2 separate regions of the Mus musculus genome follow, and region 2 is linked to region 1. Evidence: chromatin contacts called from public Hi-C data. All regions are on one chromosome and are shown on one strand. Each heading gives the region's core, a stretch centred on a gene start, on an enhancer-like site or on the middle of the called end of the contact. The rest is flanking DNA. Distances are from core to core; before and after follow the strand shown.

Region 1 (4,107 bases), core at 989-3,488:
CTCAGCCACCAGCAGGACAGTGCCAACATATGGAGCTGCCCAGCTAGTATGGGCTCCAGTCTGTGCACCTTACAGGGCAATGCAGCCCCCTCCTCAAATTACTCTCCACCTTGTCTCCTGAGTTAAGAAGGAAGGCATCGTCATTCCTCTCTCCTCCCACATCTCTAGTTCATCGCCTGGTCCTGGCTGGATGCTCTGAGCTACCTGCTGCTAGTCACCACGCCTCTCTCCTAGGGATTACTGTCTGGGGCAAAGGACACTGGTTCCAGGTATTGATATTGATATTAGGATCCCAGCACCGTCAAAGGTCCAAAAGAGGGAAAAGAAAACGTCAAGCATTGGAGCCCAGCAGCTCACTTCATAGAAGATGCTGATGCAGAGTGGTACCCACTAAGACATTGTTTTCTGAGAGCTCCTTGTATGTGGAAGATACAGGTAAATAAGAGGGACTTTTGTTTTTAGCCAGGGTTTGTTTTCAAGCTGGCCTCAAACTTGCTATGCAGTTGAAGATGACCTTGAATCTCTGGTCTTCATGACTCTACCTCTTGAGTTCTAAGATTGCATGCAGATCCCAGAACCTCTGGTTTTATACCATTCTAGAGACTAAAGCAAGGGTCTCTTGCATATTAATCTAACTCTCTACTGACTGAGCATCAGTCCCAGTGCAATAGGAGTGATTTGGGGTTTTGTTTGTTTTGAGATGGAATCCTGGTTTGTGTCAGTCCATCTTGATCATAGTTCCTCCCCAACCCCACCCCACCCCGTGGAGGACCACTGATTGGCCTCCTGTGGTGGTCCAAACTAGAAACTGAGCAAGAGTCCTCTCCACAGGTCCCAAGTCCTTCATTTACCCTCAAAGACCTCACTGGCTTCAGGCCTCTTACAACCCCCGCTGTGACCTGGAAGCTGTTTATTGCTATCTTGCTTGGTGGGAGAGGCTAGCGTTACAGGCTAATTAAACCACACACAGACTCCACAGCAGTTGGCAGGGACCATGGTGCTGTTGTAACAGGAAAAGCCAGAGATGACAGATGGAGGCTTTTTAAGAGTATGTCACCATTTCCCCAAAACATGACTTCGACCCCACCCCCTCACTCTGTGGGCATGCTCCACTAGATGGTCACTCTGTAATGGGGACACCTGTAAACAGATAGGGGAGAGAAGGGGGGGGAGGGTTAGAAGGAACCCAGCCAGAGCAGCTCAGGCAAGAAACAGCAACCTAACCCACACTGGGGTCTCTCTGGAAAATGATAGAACAGTCTGAGATTCCTCTCAAAGGATAAATAGGGGAGGTCTTCCCAAAGTCTAACTGAAGTCTCTTCTGCTACAGAAGGTTGCAGAAGAAAAGAAAAAAAAAAAAAAGACTCCTTGCCCAAGGGTGGGGGTTAAAGAGCTGAGAAGGGCACCTTCAGGATAACATCCGGCATCCTTCAGACAAGTCCTAGACTTCAACAGCCCTATATGTTACACATCTTCCTCCTCTTCCAGGAAGCTCGCCTTGATGAAACAAAAATCGGTACTGAAGTGGAGTAAGGAGAAGCCAGGCGAAGGGCTGAGTCATCGTTTAAGACTCACTATGATGACCATGCAGTGCTAGAATTCTGGCTTAGCTCATGGGAGGTCCTGCCTGGGTCTAACACCTAACACTGGGGGTGTGGGGTGGGGTGGGGAATAGAAGATATGACCGGAAGTCTCCATCCAGTTATCACGTGGGTCCTACAGGTCCTGAGTCTCTTTCCAGCCAGCACACAGGGACCAAAACTTGGGTAGTTGCTTCAAGCTTCTCCAGCCCTGCTTCTTCCACTATAGGAAATGGTTTAAGGTCCCTGCCTTGGGAGTAGGGGTTGAAGAGCTTAAGAATGACCACATTTTCCCAATACCAAAGCATGGCTTGTCACTCATCCCACAGGGGAGTTTGCTGCCTTCATTACCCCAAAGCAGACCCACTGAAGTCTTTATGGTCTTTAGGATCAGACAGGGCACTCAGAGTTCTAGCTTGACTCTCCAGATGCTGCAGGGGATGGGGATGGGGGGGCGGGAGGAGGTCACTGCCAGAACAGCAAATGGAGGGGCAGGGTGGGGCTGGGGGGGGACACGGGGGGGTGTGATCTAGAGAGAGGCTAGGTTCCCTCCTCCCTCATGCAAAGGGCTGTTTAGCCAGCTTATTTGTCTGTTCCTGGGCTCCCCTGCTCCACAGAACCCACAAGGTCACTTGGCCCTGCTGGAGTCCCAGCTGGAGGCTGATGTGATACAATGTGACAGTCTGTGAGCCTCCACTCACCCAGGCCACTCACAGAAGCTGCCAGGCTGAGAGGGGCCAGGACAAGGAGTGTCCCACCTTCAGGGAGCCAAGGTGTGAAGAGTCAGAGAAGGAGGAACAGGTCAGAGCACGGCAGTCTAGACAGTCTCCTCACACGATCCTGAGGCTCAGAGGCCAGCTGCACTACTTGGGAGGTGTGCCCCTGGGCTTGTTAATGGACCACATCACAAGATGGCGGTTCTGTGATAACAAGATGGAGGACAGGTCCTGCTCACGCCTCAAGTCAAGTTTTTGCTTTGTGCAGAGGGCCACACCCTGCCATTGAGGCTTCTCTTCCATGGCTAGTCTCCTGCTTCTCTGCCATGCTTGTCTGGTCTCCTTACTGCCCCTTTCTGCCACCTGTGTAAAAGAGGGAATCTAACCAGTGGAACTTCCACTTTGAACCAGGACTGTGCCAAGTGCCAAGTGCCAAGGAGACCTCACTAAGGCTAAATCCTAAGAGCCACAATGGCAGCCAGGGACAATGACTTACAAAAGAAAATATTTGGAATTGTTCACAGTGCTAAGAGAGATAATCCACTATCCTCAGAGATGACAGCAGGTGGCTCTCTATTCTCCTGGGCTTGGAGGAACCAGAGAAAGTGTGGGTCTTGTCACTGGGAGACACCAGCTGTCTGGAGACTGCTGTGCTGTGGATCTGTGGTCCTTGATCAAGAGATACAGCCAGCTGGAGGGGACTCTGTAGGGAAAGAGCAAGCCAATGAGTTCCTTGACTCCTATTCTCCTGTCCTCCAGTGTCCTGCTGGTCATCCACCAGCCTGACCCGACTAAGAGTCAGAGAGCAGAGAAGCTGGCCGGACAGCTTGGGAAGCCGGAGGCCATTGGGGTCTGGGCCAGAGCAACAGCATGCCAAGAGTGACCTGAAGAGGAAGCAGCAGATGCTAGCTTGCAGAGACCAGAAGCAAGCCCTCTTCCCCATGCCCAAGGTCATCGCTGGTGGCAGAGCCAGACCCCTCACACATGTTCTTACTAATGTTTCCAGTTGATGTCTCAGCTCTGAGGAAGTGAGACCGGGGGAGGTGGGGGGGGGGGCAGTGTCTAAGGATAGTCACGAGGTCCTTTTAGCTGAGCTGGTTCCAGCTTCCCATTCCTGACAGCTCCCTAGCCCTGACATACTCGTCCCCCAGGCCTACATGGGGGACAGATTCTATCTAGCACAGCTCACCGTTGACTGACCCTGACCTTGAGAAATCCCTTGGGCCCTCTGAGATTTAGTTTTTGGATCAGTGAGAAAGAAAAAAAAAGTTCTGTCAGTATTTCCATTGCAAATACCTTTTGAAAGATTAAAAATTACAGTATGTGAGCACTTGCATGTGTACACACACAATTCTTTGGTACTTAACCCAACCTACAAGTGCAAGGGAAAAACCATCCTTGAGTCACTCTGTTTACAGAGGTTATATTTTAAGGAAGGGAGACTGGAAACAAACAGATACACAGTTACCACATGAAGAAGTGCTGTGAGGGGGACAGCAAACCCCCAGGAGTGCCAGGAGCCGGGGTTACAGTTACCTACAGTGGGGCAAGACCTGAGCATAAAAAAGAATTCCTTCTGAAGAGAGGCCTGTAGGAAGGCAGAGATGTTATCTCCAAGGAGAGCAAACGGCATGTGCAAAGGCCCAGAGGCCACAGCACTCTGAACATCTTTAAAAAGAAGCATGGAAGCCAATATGGCTGGTAAAGAGTTGGGGAACCATGCAAGAAGTTCAGAGCCTCTACTGTGTCAGTAAATAAAAGGAGCATGAAGGACATGGAGCCCTGTCAGCTGTGACTGTAGTAATGAGTGA
Region 2 (4,364 bases), core at 1,372-3,871, 160 kb after region 1:
CTGTGGGTTTCAGTGTTTGAACTGCTGGATCGCAGTCTTGCTTTGGTCCAGGCTCTCCTCGGTATACTTCCGAGTCTCTTTTTTTGGAAACAGGAATGTTGATTCTGTGTCACTGTGTGTTGGAAGTATATTAACTTTTTTTTTTTTTTTTATTTCACAGGAGCTCACAGTTAAGAGATTGCCTTGAGTCTCGGAGGATGCTTTGAACAATTTATTATGAGATTCCCATGAAGCTTTGAGGACCAGGGGTGGAATGTTATGATTTTTAAAATGATATATTTGAGCATCAAGTTGACAAGGGGTGGGTTTGCAATGGTTAATCTTCATTGTCAACTTGACTAGGTTTAAAATCACCTAGGAAACATTTGGGAGTATCTGTAAGGGCATTTCCAGAGAGGTTTTACTGAGGATAAAGGACCCACCCTGAACGTAGGTAGCAGCATCCAATGTACTGGGGTCCCAAATGGAATAAAAAAAGGCAAAGAGAGGAAGCCAGATGAACACCAACATTCACATCTCTCTGTGTCTACTGACTGTGGACTCAATACGACCAACTCTGCCATCACGGCAGACTGCACTCTCAAGTCGTGAGCCTAAACAGATACTTTCTTCCTTATTGCTTTTGTATGGTACTTTTTTGTAGGAAGGAGAACAGGAATTAATATAGGCCCCAAATCCAGGGGCTTAGAGGAGGAGATGTCCTTTAAAGAGTAACCCCAGGATCCTGAGGGCTCCTCCAGCAGAGAGCTCAGTGGAAAGCTACTCTTGCTAGAGCAAATCCCTGTGAGATCAGAGCAGGAAACCCCTGCTCCAAGAGGCACAAGGATCTATCAAAGGACCCATGCAGGAGACACTGGCAGCCTGGGTGGCCTCACTATCCCAAGTTTCCTTACCTCTGAAGTTCAGCTCCAAGCTAACATATTCCCACTGGCCTTGATCTGCCCCTGCCACCCCTATCTCACCTGGAAAGCCCTCCCTAGGGCACTCCCATTCCACCAGCAGGAGGCCAAGCTGAGAGAGGATTCTGCAAGGTCACTACTTGCCCATTTAGCACCTCTAGGTGAATTAGAAAAGGTGTTCCCTTTGCCAAGTGGATGCAGGCCCACTTGGGCACATAGATTGATGAGCTCACAGACTAGATTCCGCTCCTGTCTACTCTTTGGCTGGGTATCTTTGCACACTATACAGCCTGCCTATCTGCACACAGTGATCCCATTTGGCAGACTTCAGGGGGCATACCCACCCGAAGAACCAGCTTTCCCCTTTAGGCTGCAAATGAGGAAGTGAAGAGCCAAAGGGAGGATGATTTATCCAAGGTCATGTGGCTATCTGGTGACAAAAATCAAGGCTGAAAAAACATGTACAGATCCTGACTACAATTTCATTGTTGGTTCTCTTGCCCCAAGTCTTGCTCTTGGGGACAGATGGGAACGCCAGGACAGCAGGAGACATCCCGAAAGCAGCATCCGGGGAAGCCTTCCTGCTCCAATTAGAGGAGAGGTGATAACCTCATCCCAAACGCTGTCTAGACATAAAATTGGACATAAAGCTCCCTGAACCGTGCACAGCCGAACTTGTGGCTGGCACGGAACATAAATACAGAGCCCCTATTTATTTCCTATCTACCAACCACATTCCGTCTACACCACCTCAGCGAGCACGCATGTAATGTCTGGGTAGTGACTCTGCTTGGCCTGGCAGCTCCCAGGTAGAGTTAGTTACTGGGCTTGGGAAAACCTCGTGCTAAAAAGGTTTTCAATTTAGCTAGGCATGGTGGTGCATGCCTACAATCCCAGCAGAGGCAGAAGGATTACTGTGAGTTTGAAGTCAACCTGGGCTACATATTGAGTTCTGGACTAGCTTACGCTACAGAGGAAGATATTTTTTAAATTGGCTTGGTTTGGGTTTGTTTTTTCAAAGATGAAGATGACAATGATGGAGGTAGGTGGAGAGGGGTACAAGAAGGGACAAAGAGGAGAGAGGTCTGGCTGGAGCATTCGGAGGCAGAGCATTGGCTTCCCATGTGTGAAGCCCTGGGTTCATCCCTGAACAAGGGTGAATGAAACAAGAGGAGATGGAGAAAAGGATGGGAGGAGGAGAAGGCAATTCCTGACAAGGTTCCTTATCTGGGATTCCTAGGAACCCACTAAGGTCGACTTCTTACAAACAGTGTTGAAAATAAACATACATGTGTGGGTGCCTGCCTACTCTTTCTCTGGATGTCACTCATTCTCTGAACATGAGTATCCTGTCTGCCCCTCAGTCCATATACATATATACATACATATAGCATATATAGTATAATACATATAACACATATATACGGTATATATGTGATATATACATATGTGTGTGTATACACACACACACACACACATATATGATTAAACATAGACAGAGCCACACTTCTTTCTAGCTTTGACTTGAAGCATAGCTGCTTCCTGGCTATGAGACTTCAGATAAGCACCTTCACTTCTCTGGGCCCCTCCACACTGCCTGTGAATAACAGGAAGATACATTATAAACTCTGCCAGCCAGCACCCCGCCCTCCCTTCCCCCTAGCCAACTCCTGTGTACACATGAGTGGCAGGTGGCCAGTAGGAGCTGAGGGAGGGACCAAGGACCAAGTCCAGGAGCCTGTTTCCTACCACTCCCACAGCTCGTCACACCCTTATCAGCTGCCTGCCCCCACCCCGACCCCCAGATGCCCAGCTGGAGGCCTTGGGGGCAGGGTCCAAGAACCAGGCCTGCTCTTTGAATATGTAGATGTAACGATAGGAAACCCAGCCCAGAAGGTGGATGATTTGCTATCCCAGCGGGAATCACAAAGCCCTTTGTGGATGGGTCAGAAAGCACCCCAAACAGACACAAATCCAGTGCCATCCTTAGGCCCTGGCAGTTTTCCAATTAAAGAGATAGACAAGACATCAAGGAGGAGCTGCCCCAGCTCTCCCCCTCTCTTCCCCTCTCCTCCCCTGCCACACCATCTGGGCTTCCCAGGGGAGGGCCAGGTGAGCCACAGCAGCCAATGTGCTTTGCTGCAACGTATTTGTCTTTGCAGCCGCTGCACATAGCAGTTCCTCTTTCCCAAAGGTATGGGCTTCGCCTGGTATTAAAAAGGGCTCCTAAGTGCCACTGAAAAGCTTTGCAGGGAGTGGAGAGCCCGCGAGGGAGGGGTGGGATGGGGGTGGCTAGCTGGTCAGAATGGAGGTTTAGTGCTAAGGATGCATCCAAAGACGCTTACAAAAATGAGTCGTGGAGGGTGAGGAACGGGAAACCTGCTATCACGAGGCAGAGCTCTTTCTTCACACCAAGTTCCCACTCTGTCCTGTCCTGCTGCAGAGTGATGGGGCTGCAAAGAGGCATTGTGCGTGTGTAGCACGTGAATGTGAATGTGTGTGTGTGTGTGTGTGTAGTTGCACGAGGGCACGCGTGCCTGTTCCCTCGGCTTCCCTACCATAGCCCGGCTACTCTTGCCAATCAATGGCCTCTTTGTGGCACAGAGAAGAGGGGAGTAGGACTTGCAGTGTTGGGGGAGGGGTACAGGCTGCCTCTGGGACACCAGGGTGCGGGACTCGGGCCTACTGCCCTCGAAGTGTCCCTCAACTCGGAAAGAGTTCTCTGCAGGAACATCTGTACACTCAATCAGCGCAAAGAACAGAAGGTCAATATAGGCAGTGGCCAAAGTATCCCTCCCCTCCCCCGCCCCCCCCATCAAGCAGTGGTGTACAGTCCTGGGTCCCATACACTGGGAAAGACTCGGACGTGCAGTCCCCGTGACCCCATATCCGCTAGATGGCGCTGACCCCACTGTGCTCATCCCACTTGGGGCAAGCCCAGCAGCTTGAGGAGGCATTTGAGCATCTGGAAATGGTGGCCACAGAAGAATGAGAGGGACATTGGAAGCCAGAGTTACCAAGTCACTCGTTCTAGTTGGCACAAGTCTACATTGGAAAGAGATTCAGTCACACTTCCTTGAAGATCTCAAAGCCTTTGTCCTCAAGAAAGTCACAACTTCAGAGACTAGAGCTGCACACAGGAAACAATCACTCAAGGTCCTGTGGGAAAGCTAGGGATTCGGTCCCAGAGAGGGATGAGTCCTTCCTAAACTACAAAGAGTTATCCTGTCCTTTCTACCCTGAGCTAAGCTCTGTGACCTGACAGTCTGTGCTCTGGAACCCAAGTGCTCATCTCCAGGGACAATAACCACGATGTTCAACCTAGGGTACATGTTGCAGTCCTAGCCATGGTTGGAAGGAGAGGAGTCTGTATCAGGAAGAAGAACAGCCATGCCTCTCTTAGGTCAAGGCAGTGGTAAGAAAGGTTGCCAGACATCTAGACTGAGGCGGCTGTCTTCGTAAGCT

The links. Hi-C and Micro-C count contacts between places; a contact is called where the count stands out from the background.
Region 2: a Hi-C map of Sertoli cells shows a contact between it and region 1, with 2.3 times the contacts expected there. The contact joins two enhancer-like sites. A contact is called at or near these places in 10 of 484 Hi-C or Micro-C datasets (B cells, the C2C12 cell line, the P5424 cell line and 7 more), 2 of 115 datasets of contacts at active chromatin or transcription factors (forebrain and neural tube) and 1 of 9 other capture datasets (embryonic stem cells).

What each region holds. Positions count from the first base shown.
Region 1 is chr9:43,568,108-43,572,214 of GRCm38.p6, forward strand. No RefSeq gene overlaps it. Among named protein-coding and RNA genes, the nearest start is that of Gm29909, 38 kb to the right of the region's middle. Within about 2 kb of position 2,239, at least 8 of the 459 cell types and tissues checked have an H3K27ac peak or open chromatin away from gene starts, as enhancers often do. A contact at or near this core is called in Sertoli cells, where this site is marked.
Region 2 is chr9:43,727,035-43,731,398 of GRCm38.p6, forward strand. All of the region lies in intron 2 of Gm30015 (a long non-coding RNA gene), which reads right to left. Among named protein-coding and RNA genes, the nearest start is that of Gm30015, 9.2 kb to the right of the region's middle. Within about 2 kb of position 2,622, at least 34 of the 459 cell types and tissues checked have an H3K27ac peak or open chromatin away from gene starts, as enhancers often do. A contact at or near this core is called in Sertoli cells, where this site is marked.